Regions from separate parts of the Mus musculus genome. Here all the other regions are linked to region 1. Evidence: chromatin contacts called from public HiChIP or PLAC-seq data. All regions are on one chromosome and are shown on one strand. Each heading gives the region's core, a stretch centred on a gene start, on an enhancer-like site or on the middle of the called end of the contact. The rest is flanking DNA. Distances are from core to core; before and after follow the strand shown. Region 1 holds the start of Fzd6 (frizzled class receptor 6). Region 2 has its middle 19 kb from the start of Gm45924. Region 3 holds the start of Azin1 (antizyme inhibitor 1). Region 4 overlaps Atp6v1c1 (ATPase, H+ transporting, lysosomal V1 subunit C1). Region 5 overlaps Gm45924 (predicted gene, 45924).

The links. HiChIP or PLAC-seq counts read pairs in DNA pulled down with a chosen protein or histone mark.
Region 2: a contact with region 1 is called in a FOXA1 HiChIP or PLAC-seq map of pancreatic cancer cells. The contact joins the enhancer-like site here to the promoter of Fzd6 in region 1. A contact is called at or near these places in 22 of 39 promoter capture datasets (the 3T3-L1 cell line, 3T3-L1-derived adipocytes, the C10 cell line and 14 more), 3 of 15 datasets of contacts at CTCF or cohesin (the NIH/3T3 cell line and embryonic stem cells), 42 of 484 Hi-C or Micro-C datasets (the 4T1 cell line, the C2C12 cell line, the HL-1 cell line and 24 more), 30 of 115 datasets of contacts at active chromatin or transcription factors (the NIH/3T3 cell line, astrocytes, bone marrow-derived macrophages and 18 more) and 4 of 9 other capture datasets (adipose tissue, embryonic stem cells, liver and 1 more).
Region 3: a contact with region 1 is called in an HNF4G HiChIP or PLAC-seq map of pancreatic cancer cells. The contact joins the promoter of Azin1 here to the promoter of Fzd6 in region 1. A contact is called at or near these places in 3 of 484 Hi-C or Micro-C datasets (cardiomyocytes and embryonic stem cells) and 3 of 115 datasets of contacts at active chromatin or transcription factors (differentiating embryonic stem cells, extraembryonic endoderm stem cells and pancreatic cancer cells).
Region 4: an H3K27ac HiChIP or PLAC-seq map of extraembryonic endoderm stem cells shows a contact between it and region 1, with 5 times the contacts expected there. The contact joins the enhancer-like site here to the promoter of Fzd6 in region 1. A contact is called at or near these places in 6 of 39 promoter capture datasets (cancer-associated fibroblasts, cranial neural crest, hippocampal neurons and 2 more), 2 of 15 datasets of contacts at CTCF or cohesin (the NIH/3T3 cell line and embryonic stem cells), 18 of 484 Hi-C or Micro-C datasets (the 4T1 cell line, the HL-1 cell line, LSK cells and 9 more), 11 of 115 datasets of contacts at active chromatin or transcription factors (craniofacial prominence, embryonic limb bud, embryonic stem cells and 6 more) and 4 of 9 other capture datasets (adipose tissue, embryonic stem cells, liver and 1 more).
Region 5: a CTCF HiChIP or PLAC-seq map of the NIH/3T3 cell line shows a contact between it and region 1, with 6 read pairs. The contact joins the enhancer-like site here to the promoter of Fzd6 in region 1. A contact is called at or near these places in 8 of 39 promoter capture datasets (the 3T3-L1 cell line, the C10 cell line, the HPC-7 cell line and 5 more), 1 of 15 datasets of contacts at CTCF or cohesin (the NIH/3T3 cell line), 8 of 484 Hi-C or Micro-C datasets (the HL-1 cell line, the N1E-115 cell line, Th1 cells and 5 more), 15 of 115 datasets of contacts at active chromatin or transcription factors (astrocytes, craniofacial prominence, embryonic basal ganglia and 10 more) and 2 of 9 other capture datasets (adipose tissue and liver).

The regions. Positions count from the first base shown.
Region 1 is chr15:39,004,916-39,007,615 of GRCm38.p6, forward strand. Fzd6 (frizzled class receptor 6) reads left to right here and starts at 1,365. Exons shown (of 7, transcript NM_001162494.1): 1 at 1,365-1,517; 2 at 2,310-2,648. The coding sequence starts at 2,472. It overlaps Gm26704 (a long non-coding RNA gene), which reads right to left and starts at 2,154. Exons shown (of 2, transcript XR_875317.3): 1 at 1,147-2,154.
Region 2 is chr15:38,708,430-38,711,129 of GRCm38.p6, forward strand. No RefSeq gene overlaps it. Among named protein-coding and RNA genes, the nearest start is that of Gm45924, 19 kb to the right of the region's middle. Within about 2 kb of position 1,407, at least 243 of the 459 cell types and tissues checked have an H3K27ac peak or open chromatin away from gene starts, as enhancers often do. A contact at or near this core is called in the 4T1 cell line, the C2C12 cell line, the HL-1 cell line and 38 more, where this site is marked.
Region 3 is chr15:38,517,825-38,520,524 of GRCm38.p6, forward strand. Azin1 (antizyme inhibitor 1) reads right to left here and starts at 1,442. Exons shown (of 12, transcript NM_018745.5): 1 at 1,085-1,442.
Region 4 is chr15:38,685,248-38,687,947 of GRCm38.p6, forward strand. It overlaps Atp6v1c1 (ATPase, H+ transporting, lysosomal V1 subunit C1), which reads left to right. Exons shown (of 13, transcript NM_025494.3): 9 at 1,557-1,649; 10 at 1,769-1,862. Among named protein-coding and RNA genes, the nearest start is that of Atp6v1c1, 25 kb to the left of the region's middle. Within about 2 kb of position 1,409, at least 4 of the 459 cell types and tissues checked have an H3K27ac peak or open chromatin away from gene starts, as enhancers often do. A contact at or near this core is called in extraembryonic endoderm stem cells, where this site is marked.
Region 5 is chr15:38,724,465-38,727,164 of GRCm38.p6, forward strand. The region is part of intron 1 of Gm45924 (predicted gene, 45924); the gene reads right to left. Among named protein-coding and RNA genes, the nearest start is that of Gm45924, 2.7 kb to the right of the region's middle. Within about 2 kb of position 1,432, at least 17 of the 459 cell types and tissues checked have an H3K27ac peak or open chromatin away from gene starts, as enhancers often do. A contact at or near this core is called in the HL-1 cell line, the N1E-115 cell line, the NIH/3T3 cell line and 2 more, where this site is marked.

The DNA.
Region 1 (2,700 bases), core at 115-2,614:
TTTCAAGTACTGCAATTCCAGGCCTGTGCCACCACACTCAGCTGAGATATATTCCTTCTATATAGAAACTTAACATTTTTCTGAGAAATATTCTTCCCACGTAGAAGGTTAATTTTCTACATAGAAAACATCTTACATAGAAACCCATTTTTCAATACATAAACTGTCTGACTTTTAATAATATTAAGATTAAGACAATTAGTATTAACATTTCTTTAACATGGTCTCGTCCTTTACAGTTGTCCTAAGCTTTTTTTTGTTTAGTTTTGTTTTCAAGGCAGGGTTTCTCTGTGTAGCCTAGCTGTCTGGGAACTCAAAGGTCTGCCTGCTTCTGCCTCCTGAGTGCTGGGACTGAAGATGTGTGCAACCATGACCGGCTTGTCCTAAGTTTTTTGATAAAGCTGGGAAAGAGTTCTCCAAAATTCATCTCTAGTTGATGTTTCCAGATTTCAAATCTTGTCTGGTTATTCGGTGGTGTCCCAAGTACTGAAATGTGACATTTTTCAGCAGCACAGTGATTCAGCTAACAGCAGTCTCCATTTAAAAGTTATTTTACAGGCTGGGACTGTAGCTTAACATAGTAGGCATGCTAGTACCAGTATGCACAAGACCCTGGGTTCTATCCCCATTAGGAACAAGAAGAAGAAGAAAAGAGGAAGAAGAGGAGGAGGAGGAAAGAAGAAGAAAGAAGAAGAAGAAGAAGAAGAAGAAGAAGAAGAAGAAAAAGAAGAAGAAGAAGAAGAAAGAAAGAAAGAAAGAAAGAAGAGAAGACACTTTGTGTTTGCCAACAAGTTCCTTTGTACCTCATACCAGAGTCCTACATATCAGGCATTATTGAATGTAAAGGACTCAAAAATTAGTAACCATTCTTGTATTCATTTATCATGTCTACATAGAGAGGACTCTACACATCCCCACGCCCCTTTTTGGTAATTTATCTGAAGTGATGGTGGCAGAGCTGGTTCTCAAAACCACGTTGACTAAAGCAGTTAACTTTCTGTGGGGCTTTTGCAGCAGTAAAGCTGTAGAACCGGCCGAAGCTGGCACCTGCCGTTCAAGGTGGTGGCCAGACTCCCCGAGTTAATAGGCTTTTCAGCCAAGAACTCAGGAAGTTCCTCGCTAACTCTGATCTCAGCTACCACTCACTACAGAGCAGATCCCCGCGGCTAAGGCTCCTCGCTTCCAGAACGGAAAGTGTGCTCTGCAGGGCACTTCCCCAACGGCCTGGGTCTCACGCCTGGGTCCGCGGTGCGAGCGGAGGCGACAGCTCGGCGGCCCCCGCACCGCGGCCGGCTGGGCTGGGCGGGGCGCAGGGCCGGTCCCGCCGCCGCGAGCCCCAACCTGCCCGCCCGACCTGGCGGCGCAGTCTCGCGGGATCGCCCAGCTCTCGCTCCCCGTTGCGGCCCCGGAGGCGGTCGAGGCCCGGACGCTGCCCCCCACCGAAAGCTCGCCCCGGCTGTCTGGGGTGGCGGGGCCGCGCGACGCCGAGGGACAGCCACCTTCCTCTGCCGCCCGAGGTGAGGCGTCCCCGGCCCGACGGGGCGGGCGGGCAGCGGCCGGGATCGGAGCCGCAGGTGCGTCGCCTCGGAGTCCCACGCAACTCCTGGAAAGTGACTCTGGGTCCCCGCAGGCCGGGGACGGAGCTGCTCGGCTGCAGGCCGGGAACAGGTGCCCGACGCGGGACCCCGGGGGCTCAGGGGAGCCTCCCGCAGTCCCCATGAGCTGACCGTGGAAGGTTTGCGCTGGGTGGAATTCGGGGTACAGGGGGCACGGGGTGAGCGCGTTGAAGGGGAAAGTGCTGGAGGTGAAGAAGCGCAAAGGAGTCACCACCCAGGCCCACTCTTCCTAGGGGGACCTCGCTCAACCCCAGCAGACTGATTTTCGCCTTTGCGAAAACAGGAAAGGCACATCCGCAGAAGTCTGCGATTGTAGAGAGAGCTAAAGTTGAAGAACTCTGTCTGGGTCACTTGTCCTCATTTTCCCCATATAGTGAGATGGCCAAGGGGCCCCTAGACCCCCTTTCTTCTAACCACCATCACCCCTTTCCTCGCTCCAACTTGCTTATGCCGTGCCTCCTCTTACCCGGTGTTTTAGACAGTATAACCCTTCATCAGCAGTTCCCTAGAATTGAGGCTTCCTTAGCAAAGTGATACATCCGCGCCCGGGCAGGTGGATATGTCTCTTGCTAGGATGGAATTTTCCACATTTTTTTCTTTCTTTGTAGCATTAGTTACCTAGCATGACATTTGACTTGGATTTGACTTTGTGACGAATGTTACTGATAACACACTTTGGGTTTGTTTTTACAGCAGTTGCCCCAGAATTCATTTTCAGGAAACAGCTTCTATCAAAATGGTACAAAGAATGCAATGAGGAATTTGTACATTTTATCTCTGATTTGAGAATCTTTTTGATGCGGAAAGGAGCATAAGAATAATCCAAGCCATGTGGTAAAATCGGAGTCTGGCAAGATGGAAAGGTCCCCGTTTCTGTTGGCGTGCATTCTTCTGCCCCTCGTAAGAGGACACAGCCTTTTCACCTGTGAGCCAATCACCGTTCCCAGATGTATGAAAATGACTTACAACATGACGTTCTTCCCTAACCTGATGGGTCATTATGACCAGGGGATCGCTGCTGTGGAAATGGGGGTGAGTGGATTTTCATGCCTATATTGAAAATTAGTTTATACGTAGTATTTTT
Region 2 (2,700 bases), core at 157-2,656, 300 kb before region 1:
GCAGTCCCATCTCTGCCCCACCTTTGCCAGAGTCTGGGGCCTAGATCCAACCCCTGCGTCCACTTCTGAAGGATGGAGGCTGGGTGTAGCTTTCAGCCATCACCTCAAAGCATAGTGGATAGGGAAAGGAGCTGTCTGTCACGGATCGTTCTGTGTTAGCCACGTGCCAAGGCTTCCTCAGATATTGCCCCATAGAGGCCAGTGAGAGGGTTCTCAGCCCCTGTGAGGAGGACCACAGCTCTGACGTGGAAGCTTGCCCTGTGCCTCCTTCTTCCAAAAGCATGCCCTGTTCTCACCGGCTTTTAACCTTGGAGAGGCAGGTGACCCTACGTTCTCAGGGGAGAGGCAGGTGTCCCCACGTTCTCAGGGGAGAGGCAGGTGTCCCCACGATCTCAGGGGAGAGGCAGGTGTCCCCACGTTCTCAGGGGGAGAGGCAGGTGTCCCCAAGTTCTCAGGGGAGAGGCAGGTGTCCCCAAGTTCTCAGGGGAGAGGCAGGTGTCCCCACGTTCTCAGGGCTGTGCTTAGTAGATGTATTAACCAATTCTCTGAGCCTCACAGACCCTTCTAGAAGGGGCTCAAGAGTTTGCAAATTGAATGAATCAAGCGCAAACTCCACAACAACAAACTAAAAATCAAAACCCAGACAGGTCAGACTATCCAAACAGTAGGGGGCTCTATTCACTCATACGATAAAAGAAAAAAAATTTTTTTTTTCCAGTAAAGATTTGCTATGCCAACATGATTCTAAAAACTGCTCAAAAATAGAATACCATATTTTAAATTTAACATATATTTAAATAATTATTAAAACTTAAATAATTTATTTTTGGAGGGGAAAAAAAAAAAAACCTGCCTAGGCCTGAGAGTGTAACTCAGTGGCTTCAGACCCAGGACTCTCCTGCACAAAAGCCATTACAGAAAAGTCTTCAAAAGTGAGACCAGACCCAGCATTCACAGTATCTGACCAGGGTCAGCCACTGCCAGGCACGAGACTGGGGGGTAATTATCCTAAATTCACAGTAGCAGCTGTGACCTTTGCAGAGGGTTTGGTAAATGTCACCCTACACTGAGTGCTTTGGTCATCATCTCATTTAATCCTCAGAACAGCCCCGTGGTGATAATGGTGGCTGGAAACTGAGAACCTAGTCAGCTCTTCCCCATGCCCTATCTCCCCCCACGCCCAATGGCGCGCCTATCAGTCTTCCTCCAGTCTGTCTGGCTCCAAAGTTGAGACCTTAACCACCCGTCCCTACCACCTCACCATGTGGCAAATTACTTTTCCTTCTGGACTCTCAGTGGTGGTCTGGAAAGCAGCCAAGCGTTTGTAGGAAAGCTCTCGGTCTGAACTTGGAGGAGCTGGGAGTGATTATTACTCGTGATCTGAAAACAAGAAAAAAGGTCTGGGGGCGGGGCACTCTAGTTTGTTCTGAAGTCTGCGGTTGAGTGAAGGCAACCCAGTCATTTCAGCAGAGTGCTATGTTACCACTGATGGGATTTCGGGGAGAGATCCTTATTTCAGACTCCAGGTCTTTACCCCTCTGTTATAGTTCAGAGCAAGGCTGAGAGGGAGGGAACTTAGATTCTACGCCTGGCTTCTTTTCTTAGATGAATGAGGTCTTCTTCAGCCTCCTCGAATCTTCGTGCAAAGTTCAGGTTATTTGCTTGGCCTCCGTCAGAACTCATATAGGACAGGTCTGGTGTTGCACTGGTGGGCAGGGCAGCACCGTATGGGCGTGGCAGTGCAGACGCAGGGCTTTCTGTGGAGACCAGCATTTTCCTCAGAGCGGAGCAGCAGGCAGGCCCCGCAGAGAGGAAAGCTCTGCAGAGGGATATTTTTGAGACTGATGCAGAATCCTAAGTAGTGACGTCCCAGTGACTCAGCTGGTGGGTGGAAGTGATTTTCAATAATGACAGTATCACCATGTCCCTCCTCCCACAGTGTCTCACATCACCAAAGACGTGCGCAATAGCCCTGACCCCACTGACTCAGCTACTGAGCACCGCAGGAAGAGAATAAAGGGAACAGGGGCGGGCGGGCGCCTCACAGGCTGTCCCTCTGAACCGTGCAAACCATTTTGCATGTGGAGAGTAATGCCTTCCTCTTCCTCAGAAGCAAGCACAGAAAAACAAGGGTGGAAAAGGTCACCTTGTCCGTCTGTCCTCCAATTGTAAAACAGTCCTCCAGGAGTTAAGTGCTGCATAATTATAGCCACCATTATCAGGAAGAGGCCACTTGAGTTAATTAGAAAGGGAAGCCACCCAATTGCAGTTAAAAACATGTGGAGCTTGGTAGCATTTTTGAGAGAAAGAAACTGCAATGCTTAAATAGAGCCATTTACAGATGTCTTTTCAGACAGAACAACAGGAAAATCAGCTTAGCTAAGAAGTGTGGGTCATGGCCGATGTTTGGAGCTAATGAGTGACTGAAACAGTGCCTGTCACCAAGGCAGTCTTGTGTCCTTCCTGACCTCGGGTGCCTTCAGAGGTAAGGGGTCAATTAAGGACTTCTCTGGGGCTTGTGAAGGATTGTAGTGACCTTAGCAACAGTTAGCAGTGGGAGGAAGGGAAGGGTAGCTTCCTAGGAGCCGCCTTCTCATGAATAAACATGAGTTTGTCTTAGGGCTGTGTTGGAATAGAGATGCCAAGTGTGGCCAGAGTGCACCGCAGGAGCCAATGGCTGCAATGGTTGGAGGCTTCCGC
Region 3 (2,700 bases), core at 192-2,691, 490 kb before region 1:
TCCTCGGGGCTTATTGGTACCAAGCTTGCTTTCCTGTCGGGCCTAGTTCTCATAGTCCTTTCCTGAGGAAGTTAATCAGCTCTCACCCAGGCTGTGCATATATTAATGGTAAAACACCACAGGACAAGAACAACCTAAGATATCCACCACAAAACTGAGTTCAATCTGTTCAAACATCCTGAGGCTGTAAACAGTGTAAACTGCTTGCTTCGTTCAGCCAGTAACACACGTTCATGATACTTAATACCATAAAACGTTTAAACACTACTAACCGCTGGCAGCCAACAGAGTCCTTGATAAGCCGCATCAACCTACCCTTCGCCCTCTTTCTGCCCCGCGATCACAGCTAGGACCAGAAAACGAAGCCATGGTGACTAATCTCCAGGCTTCAGGAGGTGACTGGGGTAAGTGAAAGCGACTTGGCCCAATCAGGAGAGCCGCAGGGGCGGGTCAGCAGCGCCGAGGTTTCCAGAAAGGGCCAAAGGCCTATTCGCTTGCTACTTGACACCGGGGCTTCCCCGCCGCCGGCCCCGAGTGAGGTCAACTTTCCACCGCCAGAGGGGGAGCGCGCACTCCGCACCCCCTCTCCCGCCCGCAAGAATCCAGCCTCCTCCCAGCTGTCACCAGATGCCGGCTCGAGGCCCGCCCCGCTCCATTCATAACCCGGAGCCCCGGCCGCCGCAGCCCGTCCACTCCGCACCACAACCCCCTGCAGGCACTGAGACAGGGAGAGGGCGATGGGACCCCCAGCCCTCCAGGCTGCCGCCGGACCCCCTCCCCGGAAACAGCAATGCACCACGGGAGTGGGGTGGGGGCCGCATGCCGCCGAGAGGGAACAGCGACCACCGCCAGCCTGCCCCCGAGCGCGGCCCCACGCGCACACGCCCCCTCGCTCAACCGCGGCTGTCGGCTGCCGCCCTGGGTCGCGAGGCGCCGGCCGCCGCCCGGGCCACCGGCAGCCGCCACACACGCCGCCGGCCGCCATGTTCGAGGCCGCCGGCTGCGGGGCACTGCGGGGACACCGAGGGCGGCGTGGCCCAGCCCAGGCGCCGGACCCTCCCGCGCCCCTAAGTCCGGTACTCACGTGAGATAACGGCCCAAAGAGTCGGGTAAAGCGTCTTCTCTTTTTCGGCGGAATTTTTAAAGAGGGATGTGGTTACCTTGAGCAGAAATACCCAAGGCGGCCTGGGCCATAGGCTGCGGGGACGACGTGGGGGAAACGCGCGGCACCGACACCAGCTGAGCAGCAGTGGCGGCGGCAGCCGAACTGGAGAAATGGAGCGGCGCGAGAAAAAGAAGAAAGGCGCGAACTGGGTGGGGAGAGGATTCAGCCTCGTCACTCCGCAGAGCAGCAGAGCGAGAAGGATGAGAAGAGCAGAGCAGGAGACAACCAGAGAGAAAAACGGAAACACCGCGGCGAGAGTTGAGCCAGAGAGTGTGGGAAGGCGGTGCCAGAGACGCCAGTATTTATACTCAGGGGGGCGGGGGCTGCTGACGTCACAGACGGCCGGTCGGCCGCACGACGGGGGTGGGGCCTGTGCCGCCGGGGAATGTGGGAGGGGCGGAAGGGGAAGGACAGCCTTGTGCAGTTAGGGGGCCGAAGGGCGGGACCACCGGGCCTGGCAGGTGCTGGCCCGGCGCTCGCTTCCCGCCCTCGCGCTGCAGCCGCTCCCCAGCGGGCTGCTAGTTTCGTAGGCGGGGCAGAGGGCGCGCGGCCCAGCGGATCGCGGATCGCGCCCTCGCCCTTGCGGCGCCTGCGCGCCACGCTAGCAGCCAACGATCCGCTTTGTGAGCCGGCAGCTAGTCCATGCTGACGGCAGCCTTCGGGACCGTCCTGGGTCCTCGGCTTACCGACTCCAGTATTTTAGGAGAGGAGGGTGTGCGCCATCACGGGGCTTTCTCGGTGCACTAGTTTATGTAACAACTGTATACTATGCCCGGGGACTGTATTCCGAGGGAGAGGTTCCCGCCTCTCCATGGGTTGCGGAGCTCCGTTATGAAAATGAGTTCCCCGTGGCCAGCAAGAACCAGTCCGGTGTGGTTACTGAGGCTTTGATCGTACCAGAATGTTCCTCCGTGTTCGCATGTTGCAATATGGTGCAGTAGATTTTTTTTTTAAATGTGGCTTTTCTTTCTTTGTCTTCATTTTCAAAAAGGGTTGATGCAGTCAGACCCAGCCCTATTAAAGCGGGGCCAGTGTTGCTGAAGTTACATGACTTAAAGGCACATCTCTTTAATCCTCTGCATTTCTCGTTTGAAGTCATTCTTTTTTTTTATTCTTTTGTTTTGTTTCTCCAGAAAGGCTTTCTCTGTGCAACCCAAGCTGTCCTGGAACTCCCTCTATATACCAGGCTAGCCTTGAACTCTGCCTGGTATATAGGTGCTCCTAGGTGCTCCTGCTAAAGGCACGTGCCACCACACCAGGGTTTCTCTCTAATCTTGTTTGTTTTGTTTTGTTTTTCTTCAGTTTTTCGAGACAGGGTTTCTCTGTATAGCCCTGGCTGTCCTGGAACTCACTCTGTAGACCAGACTGGCCTCGAACTCAGAAATCTGCCTGCCTCTGCCTCCCAAGTGCTGGGATTAAAGGCGTGCGCCACTACTGCCCGGCCGTTTTTTCTCTATTCTCTATTATTTAATAAACTTTTATTACTAAAGTAAAATGACGGATGTAGCCTCCCCCCTCCCCTTATATTTAAAATC
Region 4 (2,700 bases), core at 159-2,658, 320 kb before region 1:
CACTTGATCACCTGCCTGCCCGCCCTCCTTCCCTTCCTCTATTCTTTCCTCCCTCCCTCCTTCCCTCTCTCCTTTCCTTTTCTTTTTATTTCTATTGAGACAGTTTCTCATGTAGCCCAGGCTGGCCTGAACTCATACTTTGCCTGTCTCTATCTCTCAAGGGCTGTATGTTCCACCAGGCCAAGCTTGACATATGTGTAGCCAGGTCTGGCTTGGGGCTCATGATCCTTTCAACTCTGCCTCCCAAGGGCTGAGTAATACCATCTTAGCTAGATAGTGCATACGTGGGTATCATCTTACCTAGATTTTGGATTCCTTTTGAGAAAGATTCTCTTTCTGTAGTGCAGGCTAGCTTAGAATTCACTCTGTGGCCCGGGCTGGCCTTGTACTCCTAATGATCTTCATGGCTCAGATTCCCAAGTGTTGGGATCACAGGTGTGATCCATCACATCCAGGTTTATTTGTTTTCAACTAATATTCTTAAATTTGAAAGATTCTTTTAGGAGTGTTTGTGTGTGTGTGTGTGTGTGTGTGTGTGTGTGTGTGTGTGTGTGTGTGTGTACATGTGTACCATGTGCATGCCTGGTGCCCAGGGATGTCAAAGAAGGCATTGGCTCCCCTGAAACTGTAGTTATGAATCTGAGACCTCAACCTCAACCTGCTCTTAACTGCTGAGCCATCTCTCCAGCTCTCATTAAAACCCTTCCTGTGGCTCACTGTCCACCTGAGTTTGAAAGGCACTAGGAAAAGAACTAGGCGATCATTTCATAGGGTGGCTTAGGGAAGGAGGTGTCAGTGTTCTGAATCAGGAGCACTTCACTGATGATGGCGGTGAGGCCCTCCCTGTCCTGTGCTGTGGAGGTGGCCTCAAGTGACTGACCAGCTGATTGGTCAAGAGCCAGGGCAGATTTAGTTCTTAAAGCCAGCCTTTAGGTGAGCTCTGTAGTTAGCACCTGAATTTACTGGACGGATGAGGAGTTCACTAGGCTTCTGGGGAAAATGAAACTTAAAATACTTTGTCTAATTTTAATTTATTTAATTAAAAAGAAAGCATTTAAATTCCTCAAGAACCCTTTCAGTTTCATCAGTCTTGCTTCTGTTTTAGAATCACCATATTATAAATAAATACTATGGGCTGGAGAGGTGGCTCAGTGGTTAGGAGAGTACCTGGGTTCTGTTACCGAGCTGGCAAGTTCTGATTGGGGGTGTGGTGGGTGGGGAGACAGGAGTTGATAGCAGTCCAGAGTGGTTGAGGCAGACCCTGGTGAGCTGGCTGGATTAGACTGGAAAGAGGAAGAATAGTTCATGAGACAAGAAGAGACAGTTTGACCAAGCAGACTGGTGCTAGAAGTTGAACTGCACGCTCCAGAGTGTGAGCAGATAACTTTGTTAGCTAGGAGGTGTGGTAGAGGGTGTGAAGGCCTGTCTGTCAGGAGTGCCCATTGTCTTTCCCGTTGGAGGTGGTGCAGATGAAGTGAGGTGAGGGTCCCTTCTCATCCTGTTTCTCAATTCTGCTGTTTAAGTATAGAGCTTAAAATGACTTTTTCCCCCTTTAGTGTTCTTTCAGAGGACCAAGACAGTTATCTTTGTAACGTCACCTTGTTTAGAAAAGCAGTTGATGATTTCAGACACAAAGCCAGAGAAAACAAGTAAGTCTATCTGTCTAATCTGTCTCATGTATATACAGAGATGTATATTTTTTTTTTTTTAAATGTGTTGGCTTGGCTATATGTGGTGTAGACAAATTTGGATTTTCCTCCATATTTAGGTTCATAGTTCGTGACTTCCAGTATAACGAGGAGGAGATGAAAGCAGATAAAGAAGAAATGACCAGGCTGTCTACTGACAAGAAGAAGCAGTTTGTACGTGTCCTTCCTTAGTGTTGTCAGTGTGCAGCAGAGGATGAAGCAGTGCTGCTGTCTCTGACTAGGGTTTGAGGTCCTTTACTATCCTCCTCTTTTGAGACAGTTTCATCCCATGGTCAGGTGGAATGCACTGTGTGGCCCAGGGCCGTCTGGAGCTCGGGGACTCTCTTGCCTCAGCTTTAGAGTGTAGGGATTATAGGCAGCCAGCAAGTGCCAGGTCCCTCTGTCAGCACTCCCACAGCTGGGCTGTGTGTCCATGCCTGCCTCAGCCCCTTTACACCTCAGGTCCCACCTCTGAGCCGCAGCCTCCTTTTGTAGTCTCTTCATTGGATTTTTTTTAGAGCTTATTTTGCTTTTGATTCTTGGAAAATGGAAAAATACATTCTGGGGATACTGAAAGGGGAGGAAAATATGAAAATGTAGTTTATAATTTGGTGCTTGAAAAATGTAAATGTTGGGACTGAAGATGTAGTTCAGTAGAGTGCTTACTTAACGTGCACAAAGCCACAGTGCCACAGTGCCAAACACTGGCTGTGGGGGCACACCCTGTAATCCCAGCACTGGGGGAAGAGCAGAGGGTAAGGGAGTTCTAGGTTATCCTTGGTTACATGAGAGCTTGTCTCAAAGGTAATGAAGATGTACAATTAAATATGTGTCCATCCCCAGCAGCTCAGGGTTGTGTATAAGAAGGAGATGCCTGTGGCAGCTCCTCCCAGGCCAGCCCAGGCTTTCCTCAGACACCAGGGAACCCTTGACCCTGCACAGCTGCACAACCACTTACCCCACTGACTGCTCTGCTTCCTAGCAGGCAGATGTCACATGCTGTGTGCCTGGA
Region 5 (2,700 bases), core at 182-2,681, 280 kb before region 1:
ACATAGTACTACCAGAAGATCCAGCAATACCTCTCCTGGGCATATACCCAGAAGATGTTCCAACTGGTAATAAGAACACATGCTCCACTATGTTCATAGCAGCCTTGTTTATAATAGCCAGAAGCTGGAAAGAACCCAGATGCCCTTCAACAGAAGAATGGATACAGAAAATGTGGTACATTCACACAATGGAGTCCTACTCAGCTATTAAAAACAATGAATTTATGAAATTCTTAGACAAATGGATGTATCTGGAGGATATCATCCTGAGTGAGGTAACCCAATCACAAAAGAAGTCATTAGATATGCACTCACTGATAAGTGGATATTAGCCCAGAAACATAGAGCACCCAAGATACAATTTACAAAACACAAGAAAATCAAGAAGAGGGAAGACCAATGGGTGGATGCTTCATTCCTCCTTAGAATAGAGAACAAAATACTCATGAAAGGAGTCACAGAGACAAAGTTTGGAGCTAAGATGAAAGGAAGGATTATTCAGAGACTACCCTACCAGGGATCCATCCCATAATCAGCCACCAAACCCAGACACTATTGCATATGCCAGCAAGATTTTGCTGAAGGGACCCTGGTATAGCTGTCTCATATGAGGCTATGCCAGTGCCTGGCAAATACAGAAGTGGATGCTCACAATCATCTATAAGATGGAACATAGGGCCCCCAATGGAGAAGCTAGAGAAAGCACCCAAGGAGCTGAAGGGGTCTGCAACACTGTAGGTGGAACAACAATATGAACTAACCAGTACCCCCAGAGCTCGTGTCTCTAGCTGCATATGTAGCAGAAGATGGCCTAGTCGGCCATCACTGGGAAGAGAGGCCCCTTGGAATTGCAAACTTTATATGCTTCAGTACAGGGAACACCAGGGCCAAGAAGCAGGAGTGGGTGGGTAGGGGAGCAGGGCAAAGGGAGAGTATAGGGAACTTCCGGGATAGCATTTGAAATGTAAATGAAGAAAATATCTAATAAAAAAGAAAAACAAAACAAGACAAACAAACAAACAAACAAACAAACAAAAAAGATTGCTTCACCAGGGTCTTTGTGATGCCAGCCTCACTTGCTCAGCAGGGATCCAGCCCACTCAGGCTCCTCCCTTCCCGAGCAGGAATCACGTATGTCAGCTCATAGGGTCTCATGGTTCTCTAACCTGTCCACTACCATCCTAGCTATACCTGGTAGATGAAGGCAGGTCTCCTTTCATGGCTGCTGGCTGTGCACTGGGAACCCTGCCCTTTTCCAGTGCAGCTTTTTGGCCTCAGGTAATCAGAGGGAGGCCAGCACAGTTGGAGTGGGTGTTGCTGTGTGAGTCTGGGTACCTCAGAAAGGAAGTCCTCACAGGCTTGGTGCCTGCAGCCCAGGATGGAGTTGCACTGCCTCCTGCTCTTCCCAAGGTCTTTTTTTTTGTCTGACTCATGCTCCTTAAACATCTGATGCTACAGTGACCCAAGGGTGTGGCTGTTTCTCATAGTAAAAGCTCCTGACTCACAGGAGAATCTTAAGACACAAGGATGGAGTGGGGTTTGTTCTAAGAATGGGATTGCAGTTAACAGCTAGGGCCTGCTCCGGGAAACCAGAGTCCTAGCACCTCACACAACCGTGGGGTCCTGCAGCCAGAGGACTAGGTGGGTGGCTCTTTGTGTTGATAGAATGAGCTGTAAAATGCTCTTAACTGATAAGGTTTGGAATGGTGTGTATCAGTGGCTCTCAACCTTCCTAATGCTGCAACCCTTTAATACCGTTCCTCATGTTGTGGTGACCCCCAACCAAAAATTATTTTCACTGATATTTCATAACTGTAATTTTGCTATGGATCATAATGTAAATATCTGCTTTCTGATGGCCTTAGACAATCCTGGGGAAAGCGTCGTTCATAACACCCGAAGGTGACATGACGCACAGGTTGAGATTCACTGGCGTATACAATCAGCCATCAGTCGAGCAGTAGTGAGAACTCAATACCGTATCCCTGGACTACCACACACTCTAATAATAACTATCAGTGGTGGTGAAGGGGACAAAGCTCCACACTGCCACCGCAGCCTGAGGAGTTATATCCTCTAGGGACCTCCACTCCAGTAAAACCAAATATTTGACTAAGTTTTGGAAACTAATTAAAGGACAAGTCAGAAGTGAAGCAAAATTGGCAGGTTCATTACATAAAGGTAAATTATTGACATGCTTCAGATCCAAGGACAGGCTGTAGGGAGTTCTGCAAGACACCCAGGAAAAAGACAATGCACAGCCACAAGACATGGTGCTGGCTTCTATAGAGAAAGTTAGTCACCCACAGGTATCTTTGTAATAGCTCTATATGTAATCCTGTGTGTCTAAGTCACATGGTCAAAGGATGTAATTACAACAAGACTTAAAGATTAAACAAAGTTTAAAACTTAAGTAAAAACAAAACAAAACAACCCCCCCCCCCCCAAGGAAAGAGAGCTGTCTTACTTATCTTGTCTTCCTTATCCTAAAGAATTTCCCTTTGTAAAGGAAGGTGTAGGCTTCACAAGGTACATTATGTAGGTTTAGGGCCACAAACATTCTGTCCTAAGTAAACACACTTTTTGAGGTTAAATTTTACTAGTGTTTAATTATGATTAGGGGTGGTGTGTGTGTGTGTGTGTGTGTGTGTGTGTGTACTCATGATGTCTGCAGAAGCCAGAGGCATTCAGTCCCCCAGA